Linked DNA regions of Mus musculus: region 2 is linked to region 1. Evidence: chromatin contacts called from public Micro-C data. All regions are on one chromosome and are shown on one strand. The core of a region is the stretch at or near the end of the contact, and the rest is flanking DNA. Distances in the headings are between cores, read along the strand shown. Region 1 overlaps Rassf6 (Ras association (RalGDS/AF-6) domain family member 6). Region 2 holds the start of Cxcl3 (chemokine (C-X-C motif) ligand 3).

What was found. Hi-C and Micro-C count contacts between places; a contact is called where the count stands out from the background.
Region 2: a contact with region 1 is called in a Micro-C map of the G1E-ER4 cell line. The contact joins the promoter of Cxcl3 here to the enhancer-like site in region 1. A contact is called at or near these places in 18 of 39 promoter capture datasets (the 3T3-L1 cell line, 3T3-L1-derived adipocytes, the C10 cell line and 12 more), 1 of 15 datasets of contacts at CTCF or cohesin (the G1E-ER4 cell line), 43 of 484 Hi-C or Micro-C datasets (the 4T1 cell line, the AML12 cell line, the C10 cell line and 29 more), 4 of 115 datasets of contacts at active chromatin or transcription factors (acute myeloid leukemia, bone marrow-derived dendritic cells, microglia and 1 more) and 4 of 9 other capture datasets (adipose tissue, liver, macrophages and 1 more).

The regions. Positions count from the first base shown.
Region 1 is chr5:90,600,993-90,607,141 of GRCm38.p6, reverse strand. Rassf6 (Ras association (RalGDS/AF-6) domain family member 6) reads left to right here. Exons shown (of 11, transcript NM_028478.3): 7 at 265-366; 8 at 676-727; 9 at 2,778-2,896; 10 at 3,002-3,099; 11 at 3,194-4,066. The coding sequence ends at 3,269. Among named protein-coding and RNA genes, the nearest start is that of Gm42109, 19 kb to the right of the region's middle. Within about 2 kb of position 3,366, at least 32 of the 459 cell types and tissues checked have an H3K27ac peak or open chromatin away from gene starts, as enhancers often do. A contact at or near this core is called in the G1E-ER4 cell line, bone marrow-derived macrophages, colorectal tumor organoids and 1 more, where this site is marked.
Region 2 is chr5:90,782,390-90,788,538 of GRCm38.p6, reverse strand. It overlaps Cxcl3 (chemokine (C-X-C motif) ligand 3), which reads right to left and starts at 2,438. Exons shown (of 4, transcript NM_203320.3): 1 at 2,290-2,438; 2 at 2,074-2,197; 3 at 1,872-1,955; 4 at 446-1,106. The coding sequence starts at 2,368. The coding sequence ends at 1,091.

The sequences.
Region 1 (6,149 bases), core at 2,117-4,616:
AAAATTCACTCTTAGTACTTGTTATAAGAATTAAGTCAATATTTATGAAGAGCTTAGAACATTTCATATAGTGCTTAGCATTATCATTCATACAATAATAATCATTAAATCTGTGTTTATTTGTGAACACTGTGACATCACAAGGAGTTGCATCATCACTTCTTAGAATTACATCCCCCACCACCACCACTTCAGGTTCAAGATACTGATGTTAGTTAGTTGATAGAGTCTTGAGGTCTCATGTGATTTATTATTGTCTTTTAGACATCCATCTTCACCCCAACTTTCGGATCAGAGACTAAGGTCAGAGCCAATAGTATCATGAGAACTGAAGAAGTAATAAAGCAACTTCTCCAGAAATTTAAGGTAATCCTGACCACTAACCCGAGCTTTACCATGTGCGTAAGTAAAAGCTAATGGCAACACATAAATGCAGTTTTTGGGAAAAGAGCTGAGGGCTGTGAACCAACATCATCTGTTCAACTTTGATGGACGAGAACTTCCTCCAATTTCCTTGGGGTAGCTGTAGCCCAGAAATTCACATTATCCCCCCAGGAGCTGGGAAGATGTCATGCTGACAGTGAAGGGGCAATGGGACACCCCCCCCCAATACTTTGGGTCTAATAACATCATCTGAAACAATTACATTTATTCCATTTTTTTTTCTATTGACAGATTGAGAATAGCCCTCGGGATTTCGCTCTTTACATTATTTTTGGGACAGGAGGTAAGAAAAATTGACCACTGCAGAATGTTAGTTTTCTCTCCATAAGGAAGGCAGAAGAGCCACCTGCATCTGTCAACAAAGGAAAGAAACAGAATCACAAAAGAGAGGAGAGACGGGAAAGGGTTTGTTATCATGGTTGTTGGTTACAGTTTGGGTGTAAGCCTAACACACAGTCTACCACTGAGCTACACTCCCAACCTGGAGAGATGGTTCTTGAGTATCATACATATATCTTCTCCAACTCCAGGGAGAGATAACTTAGGATAAATACCTTCCAGGAGGTTATGATACACGGACTTTGCTTGTATGCCAGACGTTGAGTTGTCTGAGTAGAGGTCAGAATCTCAGGAAGCTGCCCAGGAGGTGTTGGACTCCCTGTGAGTCACCTCTGCACCTAGCTCTTGTCCCTCCTTACCCTCGTGTGTTGGTCATCACAACATGCCACCTCTCTGACCCTGCCACCGAGTCTGACACATCATAAGACTATGAGCTCTCCTTTGGGAAGGAATGCGAACAGAACTCAGGGCTGGGGGCAGCGGGGGATGTGTTTTCAGTAATGGTTCCAGGTCACCAAGAAGCAAGACACTTGGGAATGTCAGCTATGGACGCAGCTGAGGGTGTGAAGCCAGGTGAGCATGAGACTTTAAGATAGAGAGAGGATTCTGCAGCGCTGAGGAGAGGAACAGAACCTGAGGGCTTCCTGTTGCCCCAGACATGGCAGGGGGCAGAAATCAGTGCATGGTGAACGGGAATGGAAACAAGAATAAATCTAATCCAGAGATGAGAAACAGATTTGCTCATCTCGAGGAAGGAGGTGAGAAAAGAAGAGAAGCTGGGGGGCTGGGGGCTTTTCTCTGTGCTTCCCTTTTGTTAAAGTGAAATCCCACACGGGAGGTCGCTTGGAGGAAGTATGAGAGGTACTTTTGTGGTAGGGCATTTATTCTAACATTTTACATTTGAAATTCTGAAACTCTATCCGTTTTCTTTTGTCTCCTTTCCATGGCTGAAGAGATGAAACCCACAGATAATGAAAAAACTAACCTCACTAATTCTACATTCTTATTTTAGTTCTTGGAAAACCCAAGAACTGAATGAGAGATAGGAACAAAAGGAGTTGAGAACAACTATCAAATAGAATTACAGTAGCTGAACTTGGAAATAAGTGTTTGTTGAATCAATGCATGAACAAATGTGAATGAATGAATGAATGAATGAATGAATGAATGAAGCCATGTAGCTCCCTCAGTAGGACCAGAGCTTTGTCTAAATAACTGAAATTAAGGTCAACTTATTTGAACTAGTAAAGTCAGACCCTATATTGAGAGGAAGAAGTTCATTTGGAGTTTATGTAAAGGTTTTTCTTTTTAATTTCAATGGATACAAATGTTTTCTTATCTAAAATGTAAGGTTACTGTTAGCCAGTGTCAAACATAGTCCAAGAATATTGAATGAATGTTTCCAGAAATAACAATTCATAAGCTTTAAAATGTGTACCATCAGCTAGTGATGAACGCTTGTTCTGTTCTTCACTGCCGCTTCTGGGATGATTTATCCACACGTAGATCCAACCTGCCCATTAGTCACTTAGTATCGGCTTAGTTAGCAGGTCCACCATGGAGGCTCCATAGTGTTAGTCTTCAGGTAATACTTCAGCAGGGGATGTAAATGCTCTCAAAGAAGTATAAAAGCAATAGCGCTGACAGTTTTATTAAATTATATTGTGGTTGCTCTATCTTGTTACTAGTGATGCTTACCTCTTACTCTGACTAATTTATAAATTAAACTTGATTATAGATATGTATGTATATGTATGTATAGGACAGATAGATGAACATATGGCATTATATACCATTAGAGTGTCACATGTTCCTTGGGGTCTGGGAATGTATTCACCATGGGTAATGGGGCATGGCTCTCCTTTTTGCAGGATGGGAGTTCTTGGACTCTATTGCCTCTAAAACAAGTCAAGGGAAGACCAAAAGACAAAATTGCCTTCTTTTCTTTGTCTAGGATTAACATTTACTGTGGTCCATTCCTTATACATTTGCAGAGCAGAGAAAGCTAAAGAAGACCGATGTCCCACTGCTGCAGAGGTTACTACAAGGACCATCCAAAAGCAATGCTCGGATCTTCCTCATGGATAAAGATGCAGAAGAAATCAGCAGAGATGTATGGGCGCCCGTGGTCTCTGCATGTTTGCGTTTGCGTTTGCGCTTGCGCGTCTCCCACTGACAGGGTGCTTCTTAACCTAAAACCTCCTGTTTTCCTTTCCAGGTGGCTCCGTACATTAATTTTCACTTTTCTTTCTTGGAATCCATCCTTCAAAGATTAGATGAAGAAGAGAAAATGGAGATTGAGAGAATTATGGCAAAGTGAGTCCAGAGTGGACCCCTGGATATTTCGTCCTTCCGTAGGTTTCATGCCCTCCCGGTACCCAGTTTTTTATATTCTTGCTCTCCTTTCCAGATTCAATACCGAAAGGGCCTTTATCCTGAAGTGTCTACAGAGTAAACAGGCAGCTAAAACGGAGACCACAGTCTAGAAGCCCTGCTCAGCGGAGTTAGAGGGAGCACTGCAGAATCCGTGTGTGGTCTGCTCTGCATCCTAATATGCATGGCTCTGAAGCTTTGGACGAACGAATGCCGAGCAGCCTGCTTCCTCTTTGAAATGCAGAGGTTGGCTGCGGTTCAGAGTTGGACTAAGGCAAGATGGGACTTCATTTCAGTAACTGAAGGGAAGCCTGCACACTGCCCATTCCAAATGTCCTCGATAGCAAGTTCTCGGGTGAGCTCAGACTCAAGTGGACTCTGCTCTTATCACCTGGTTTAAGCTTGTTTTATCTTGCGCTCTTAAAAGAGCCGAGATACTTGATGACTCATAAATGACGGGAAGTAAACATTTCCAGTTCCTGATGTCAACAAGAAACACATTCTCAAGCCATCAGCGATCTGAACTGACCCTGTTTCACAGCTGTGTAAACATCTGAGCATTTTCATAAGATTTAGGAATAGATCTACAAGGGCTGATGATTTTAAACTCTGAAGTATCAGAGTACCCGACCTTTTAAAATAAAGTGGTTTTGGATTTTTGTAAAGAAACCTAAACTCGAGGCTGGAGTGATGGCTACGTGGTTAAGAGCATTGACTACGCTTCCAGAAATCCCCAGTTCAGTTCCCAGCATCTACAGGGCAACTGGCAATTATCTGCAACCCCCGTCCTAGAGGATCTGGTACCCACCTATGTGGGCATTGCAAGCACGGGGCACACAGACACAGAGGGAGGCAAAACAGCTATATATGTTATAAATAAACAAATATTATTAAAAAAAACCTAAACTCTGATTGTTCATGCCCTTCATTTGTCCCCACACCCTTCTGTGCAACTAACTGATAACATCCAAGCTGTTTTAAATGTCTTTAAAAAGGGATTATAGTCATTATCTTTCTTTACCCTTGTAAACAAATATATACCACAAACATAAAGTATACTGTGTTTGCTAGGAGAGGACTTACCGCAAATGCATCTTACCGCAAATGTGTCACTGTTGCAGAAGATTCCTGCAGATAAAGCCATGCTACTATAGCTGAGCCAGGCAGGACATCACAGCATCCTTGCTGTTGTATAAGACCCTCTTCAGGGTCTCACAGGTCTGCTAATCCCACCTGGAAAAGCAAAAATACTATGGGGTTTTATTTGTAAACTTATATCAACAAGGAGGTTTAATCAATATTCTTCTATCCCCAAATGACTTCCATTTGAATTTCGTCTGACATTGTTCAGTCGGGTTACCTGTACTACGGTGAGGTTGTATTATCAACATTAAATTGTGGAACAGTTCTAACAGTGAGTTAATCATGGTCAGCATCGCCAGAACTCGGAGTCGGAATCTGGCTGACAGGATAGCAACAGTGTGGCCTTTGTGTCCAGGGAAGCCTACCTCACTGGTTGAAATGAAATCTTACATTTCTAATGTTTTGCCTATTGATCAAGAAAGGAATGGTTTCATCTCACTAAGAATGGACCAAAAGATCGTAATATATTGGAAAACCTACCCAGGTATGATGGCATATCCTTGAAATCTTACCCTCAGGAGGTGAAGGAAGGAATATTTCTATAAATCCAGGCCAGTGCAGACTGCTTAGTAAGCTCCAAGCCAACCTGTGCCTTAAATAAGGCCCTATCTCAAAATGAGATATATGTATACATACAAATTATGTACAAAGCCCAGCAAGCCTTACAGAGGAAAGGGAAGATGGTATGAAAACTCATAGGAGAGAAATGCAAATAACTACTAAGTGTATTCCAAGTATCATATTCAACAATGACCAACTGCATCATCAGTTCAAATCACTAGAGAGAAACCGTGCAGTCACATAAAGTGAGTTTAGCATGAAGAATTATTTAACTATGATAGGACGGCAACAGAAAAGATAGAAATAGAGCTCTAATGGGTACCTGGCAAAGCCAGCCTCACACAGCCCTGTTTTGAGTGTTCGTAGAGATGAGGACTAAATATAGACACGAGGATTCTGGCTAGTGATCTGACCTACACTGGGTTCTAGTTATACCACCACTGCCTGAATCAAAAACTGGATAAATGGACCAGGTAAACAGAACCGCAGAGCTCTGCACCTCACAGGCTGCTAGCACTGGGGAAAACACGGGATAAAGGGTGAAGAAGGAAAAATCTGGTCTCCAGGAGCCATGGAAGCCTCAAAGACCTCCAACGGCTATGTTTTTACAGTACGCCCTCTGCTGGCAACATATGATATTGTGTAAGCTGCAAAGGAAACTTCTGAACCCCCACCACCCAGGGCCGATTTCAAACTGAATTTGGGCAGAGAAAATAAAAGCTACCATATCAGTGCAACAAGATCCCTAGCAAAGATTAAACTATTCGGCAGATAGTGACAATGTTTGCTGCAGCAAATGTTTTTCCCCCTTTAAGCACGAGTTAGATGTTAAATTTATCCTATAATTTATTTATAATTCTATTTATAAGATGTTATATGGGCATCAGAGATACAAAGGCTTTCTTCAAAGTTGTTTACTGTGCTGATGCTGCAGTCATTAAAATTATATTTTAATAGTAGAGCTAAATTTTCTTTATAAATATAAGAATATATAATCATATCATAAAATACTCATCCATTAGGTTATTATTTGTGTATTTGCACACTAATGCTGTGTATCCACTCACAAACTCAAAACAAGTTATGTATAGATTATAGAATTATTTGTGATTCGTGTTTCTCCAACTTTTTATATTTGTTGAAAATTATACAATAATGCATTTCAATCAGGAAAGAAAGTAAGCTGCATGAAAGTTATCCACAAAGAGTAAGAAGTCCATGCAAGAATAGATTCCCACTAGATATTTTTAATTAGTCAGACCTTAGCTTTGTGAGATTTAACAAGTCTT
Region 2 (6,149 bases), core at 1,189-3,688, 180 kb before region 1:
CATTAAAATGGGTAGTAATTTCATACATAGTAAGATAGAAATTACCTATCTATGTGTGTGTATTTATGTATGTGTGTATGTACATATACACACATATTTATACATATACATATATACGCACACACATATATGTATATATGGATGATTAGCCTACATGTTTGTCTGTGTACCATATGAGTACCTGTTGCCCTTGGTGGCCAGAAGAGGGCATCAGATGCCCTGGAACTAGAGTGGAGAGGTCGAAATTCTCTTGAGTCAGCACTGGGAAAATTACACTCTTGGGTGGGGAGCAAAAGCCACTACCACATGAACAGAGCCATGACTTAGACTGTGATTTGCTTTTTTAGCTGACTGTGTGGTGAGGAGGAAGAAAACTTGAGAAACGCCGAGGTAACTCATTGGATTAACCTTAAGCAACAGGCCCTCCAAGGAAATGGAACAAGCATTATTTTAAAATATTTTATTTTCAAATTATTTGTAAAAATACCAATAAATATTTAAACTTCTCCATTCTAAGACATAAAGGCATTAAATAGTCACTGTGCCTTATTTTTAAAAAATCACTTAAAATGTCTAAGAAATATATAATGCATTATAATTCTTAAAGCTTTAACACAAAGTTGATATTTCATGTGACACCGTAAGACCATTTCAATAAATAACAACTGATAATCTTGTATAGTTACAAAACTAGATGTGCACATGCATTCTTCCTACACCGGCATGACCTTGTTTGTCTGTTTTTTGACTATCACAGCTGCCACCAAAATGGCCAGCCAAGGAATACTGCCTCAGAAATAGCAATATAACTCCCTAACAGAATCTGAAAATCTCTAACCTTCAAGTTAAGAATAGGCTTGGTTAAACTTAGACTTGATATTAAATAAACATTAAATAAGATGCCATCTTGCAAGTAGATGCAATTATACCCGTAGTTATTTTACATGTGAAATAAAATAGGTATGAACTCTCAGGAGTTGTTAAAAACAAGCAGGTAAAGACACATCCAGACACCGTTGGGATGGATCGCTTTTCTCTGATTTAGAATGCAGGTCCTTCATCATGGTGAGGGGCTTCCTCCTTTCCCGGCTCAGCTGGACTTGCCGCTGTCGTGAGAAGTAAGATGTTTTTATTAGGTGCACAGCATCCTTCATTCTCCTGGGTTTTCTGAGGACAGCCTGCCCTAAGGACCCTGGCCTGTGATGCCTGTGCCACAGAGCAAACACCTCAGGCTTGCGGATGCTCTCCTACAGGACAGAGATGAACAGGGGACCTGGGGTCTCAAAAAACGAAAGCTGTTGAAGCAGATTGTCTGTCACACCAGGTCTCACTTAACTTATGAAGCGCTACTATTTTTTTTTATTAAGTTTCAAGATAAAATTTCCAGAAAGAAATAGATAATAAGTTTTGATTATATATAATCAAAGTTTTGATATTACACACACACACACACACACACACACACACACACACACACACACACATATATATATATATATATATATATACTGAGCCACTGCAAAATCTCTGCTTTTCCTCACTAAATATTAAAAATTAGAACCTGTTTCCAAACACCACGGACCTGCTTTTTAGAACTAACTAGGATTGGGAGGCCAAGGCAGATGAGAATGTTCTAAAAAGCAGTGCTATCTCCCTCTTATGCGATAGAAAGAGGCTCCAGGTAGGGATAAAAGATCCTGGAAAAATCCTTCAGGCACCACAGTAGGCTAATTAATTATCAAAAACAATTATTATAATTGTAAAGATAATAATCACTATTGTAGTTCTGTGACTTTCCCTGATAAGATTCTCGAGAGATAGAAGCCAGTACTCTGATGAGGGTTATCACGTGCAAACAAAGCACCACTCACCTCTTCAGTATCTTCTTGATGATTATCTGAAGCCTGGGGCCTTGGGGGTTGAGGCAAACTTCTTGACCATCCTTGAGAGTGGCTCTGCACAGAGAAGTAGGGATCGTTATTAAGGCTCGAGGTTCTGCTGGGGTGAGCTTGGGGCCGCAGGAGCATCTGGGCTATTCTGGCCATGGTAGAGGCTATCCAGGGAGACACTCACATGACTTCTGTCTGGGTGCAGTGGGGTCCTGGGGGCGTCACCGTCAAGCTCTGGATGGTCTCAAAATCAACCCTTGGTAGGGTGTTCAGGCACTGACAGCGCAGCTCACTGGCCACAACAGCCCCTGTAGGAGAAGACACCGGGTCAGAGGGGCTGGGGATGGCTGCGCCCACCTGAGGCTTCCCCAGAAACATCAGCCTCGAATCCGAATCCCACCTGTAGCCTGGTGGTTGGTGGCCAGCAGCAGCAGCAGGACCAGTGCAGCACTGAGGAGCCGGCAGGTGGGAGGGGCCATGGCGCTAGGCTGGAGTGTGGCTGGAGTCTGGAGCGCGGGAGCTGGTGCGAAGGGCTGTGGTGAGATCTGGGGCTCCAGGGCCCTGCGAACCCCTTTTATACATGATGACTGGAAGAGCCCGAGCCCGGGCTGGGGAAATTCCCCCCGCAGCTCCAGGTCCCTGTCTCAGAAGGAAGATAGGGCCCCACCCCCGGGCTCTTGATGAGTGTGTAGAGGACACACGTGTGCTACTGGTTCCCTTCCTTCGCTTCTTGCCCACTGTGGGACCCTGAGATGAGTCCTGTCTCAAATGCCCCCTTTCCTACTCCCCATTCCACCCCACCCCACCACCAAGGACAGCAAGTGTGCCTGCGCTGGAGAAACATCCTGTGGGGTGACCTTTGGTGCAGAGACTCCAAAACACCGGAGCAAGAGGGAAGAGGTTGAAGGTAGAAATCCGCCACTGGGTGGCGAGAGGCCAATAGAGAAAAATAATGAAGTGACAGTTGTGGGTGAAGGCTTTGCAGCTCAGAAAGAGCTGGGAGACCTGAGGTTTGTACCCAGTCCTCTTGTGAATACATCCTTTCTGCCTCTGTCTTTATTGTTGTTTTCGGTGAGCTTTCAAAGCTAGAAACTTAGACACCTAATAATTTGTTTGATTTGTTGTATTTTGACATTTTCACACAAACACACACACACACACACACACACACAGAGAGAGAGAGAGAGAGAGAGAGAGAGATCCTGCCTCTATGCCATAATTCCTTCCATGAAAGAAAAATAAAATCTAACGTGTGTTCTCTGGGTTTTCTTTCACTCCGATTTCTTTCTTATTCGTTGACAAAAGCTATTAGTAACTGCCTTTAAGATGGAGAGGCATACCCTAGAGCAGAGCGTTCATGTCAAGGCCATAACCTCAGCATCTGAAACTCCTGATTGTGACTGCTGCTCAGAGAACACCACCAAACAAGAACCTTGGTCAAGGGTGAGGTGGTGTGCTGGAGAGTGCGCTAGACACTAAGGCTAAGAAGGTGTGCACTGTTAAGGCTAGTATGTGTACCCCAGTACTTTTCGCCTCCCCTTTCCTTCCCTACCCATCCCCAGGGCTCCAGTTCCTCACAGGAAACACACCCAAACGGCACCAGCTACTTATGGAGGTGGAAACGTGCCATTCTCAAGCTACGGTAAGTGTGGCTGACTTTTCAAAAAAAATGATTAAAGGATTGGTTGGTTGGCTGGCTGATTGACTGACTGATTGATTGATCGATTGATTGATTGAGGCAGGATCTCTCTATCCAACCTGGCTTGAAACTTACTGTACAGTCTAGGATGACCTTGAACTTGAGGTAGAATTGCTGGGCCACCCATTCAAGCACTGGTGTTACAGGCATTACAACACCTTATTTAACAATGTTGAAAAGTTATAAATTAAAACAGTTACTCAAAGATTTACTAAAAAATTGAAATGGCCATGTATATTCTACTGGAAGGTACACTTTTGCGCGCATGTGTGTGTGTGTGTGTGTTTCTTGGTGTCTGTGTGTGTTTGTATGTGTTTGTGTCTCTGTATGTGGTATGTTTGTGTGTGTCTTGTATGTGGTATGGTTGTGTGTATCTCATGTGTGGCGCATTTGTATACGTGTTTGTATGCATTTGTATGTGTGTCTGTATTATATGTGTCTGTTTGCGTGTGCATATGTCTGTATTTGTATCTGTGTGTGAGTCTCTGTGTGTGTCTGTGTGCTGTCTGTGTGTGTTTGTGTGTGTGTGGTGAGAAAGATATATCACTGAATTATTTTGTCATCACACTCAGTTTGTCTATAAAAATGAAAATTTGAGTAAATAATTCTCTTGTTTATTTGGAAGAATGTACAAAATTATTAATGGGGGGGTGTCAGACAGGGTTTCTTTGCGTAATAGCCCTGGCCGTTCTGGAACTCATTCTGTAGAGCAGGCTAGCCTCAGATTTACAGAGATCCACCTACCTCTGCCTCCCAAGAACCAGATTAAAGGTACGCAGTACCACTGCCTGGCTCAAAATCAATAATCCTTTTATTCATCATTTTAGTTCTCTGGTGATATTAGATATATATAAATGCATTCTGACTGCGCTCTCTCTCTCGCTCTCTCTCTCTCTCTCTCTCCATCTTATCCATATTATTCCCCCTCTTAATGAATCCCTGTCTCAGATGTCATCCAATAGGACCTTAAGAGAATAACTAGAATGATGAAATGCTGTATTAGGGAAAGGGGAATGTGGGAGAGTGCACAGGCTGTAAACATTTGACCGACTGATGAAATAGCCACAGTGGGCTGAGTTCCTCTTTCCAGCACCATGGCCATGAGTTTTCTAAGGTTGAGTAGAAATTTTCCCAAAAATATGGAAGTGGTTCTTTGAAACTTGAAAGGTATGGCACATTATTTTCTAACAGTGGATGTGATCTGTGCTTATTTCTATAAAGCTTACAAAGTCAGAAAGACATAGCAGTTTTTCCTCTCTCTTAACTCCCCCCTCACATTCCCATGTAATTTACATAATTATATTCAGTCCTTGGAAAATTCTGGAGTCATTGCACTCTGTTTTTAGATAAGGAAACTAAGACTTAAGGAGGTTAAGCGCTTTGCTTAAGAGTACCTGCCTTATATTGTAAAGAGAGAGAACCGGACTCAAGTTCTTTTGACTCTTGCATTCATTTTAGTTTGAGTTTTTTGATTTTTTTTCTTTTCAGGTTTTTCCATTATACTATCTATCTCTCCAATATCTATAATACCCCTCCCCCCTCTCTCTCATATACATATAATCTCTATATCATGTCTATTCTCCCTATATATTCTATATTTATTTCTAGTCATATTGTTTCATAGTATATACTCATGGTGGATTAATTAGAAAAGTTTATGAAGTACAGGTAAAAAAAAAAAGAAATCTGTGCTTGAAGTGTGTTGTCTTAAAGGACAGTGAGGGGCAGTGTGGTGGTGCCTTCAATCCCAGCCCTCTGGACACTGAGGCAGAACACAAGCATAAGGATCAGTCCCAGCTACATCATGAGCTCCAGGCTGGCTTCGGATACATAGCAAGATGATGTCAAGGACAACAGCTGAAATGGTGGCGTGTTTGTTACCTCAAAACAGGAGCCCACAGGAATGGGAGTCATTGTTCATTGATGAGTGACTAACTGGTCATCTTACCTTTCTGTCCCACTACCCAGAAAGTCATGTCACCTTAGGTTCTACTGCTATTTTCACAAGGCAGCTCTAGAATTTTCAGGTCTTCTTTTTATTATTTATTTTTAATAGACTCTTTTCAAATTTCACATCACGCACCACAGTCCCGCCATACCTGCCTCTGCCCTTGCAATTTCCCCCTACAAGAAATAAAAGAAGAGAAAACAAAGGAAAAAAACAAAACAAAACAAAAAAAATCTCACCACCATGGAAGCTGTGGTATAGACCAAGGTGTGTCACACACACGATACTCTTTATACCCATTTATCCAAACAGTTTCACTTGTAAGTGTTCACTGCAATGAGTCATTGGTTAGAGGCCTTGGCTTCTTCATCCCTATCAATACTGGATCCTCACCCGGAACTCCCCTTGGATGTCCTGTTGTTGCCTTGTGTCATGGAGAACTTGAAGTTTTATTTAGTTCTACAGGGCCAGCCCCTCTGTGCCCTCCAGCAGTTCATAGATGGGGTGGATGATGGGGTGGATGATGGGGTGGGCTAGCTCAAAGCACTGGATATGGGCCTGGTTTGTAGCTGAGATGGTCTGTCCAGCAGCTCTTCCACACCCATGCCACCAG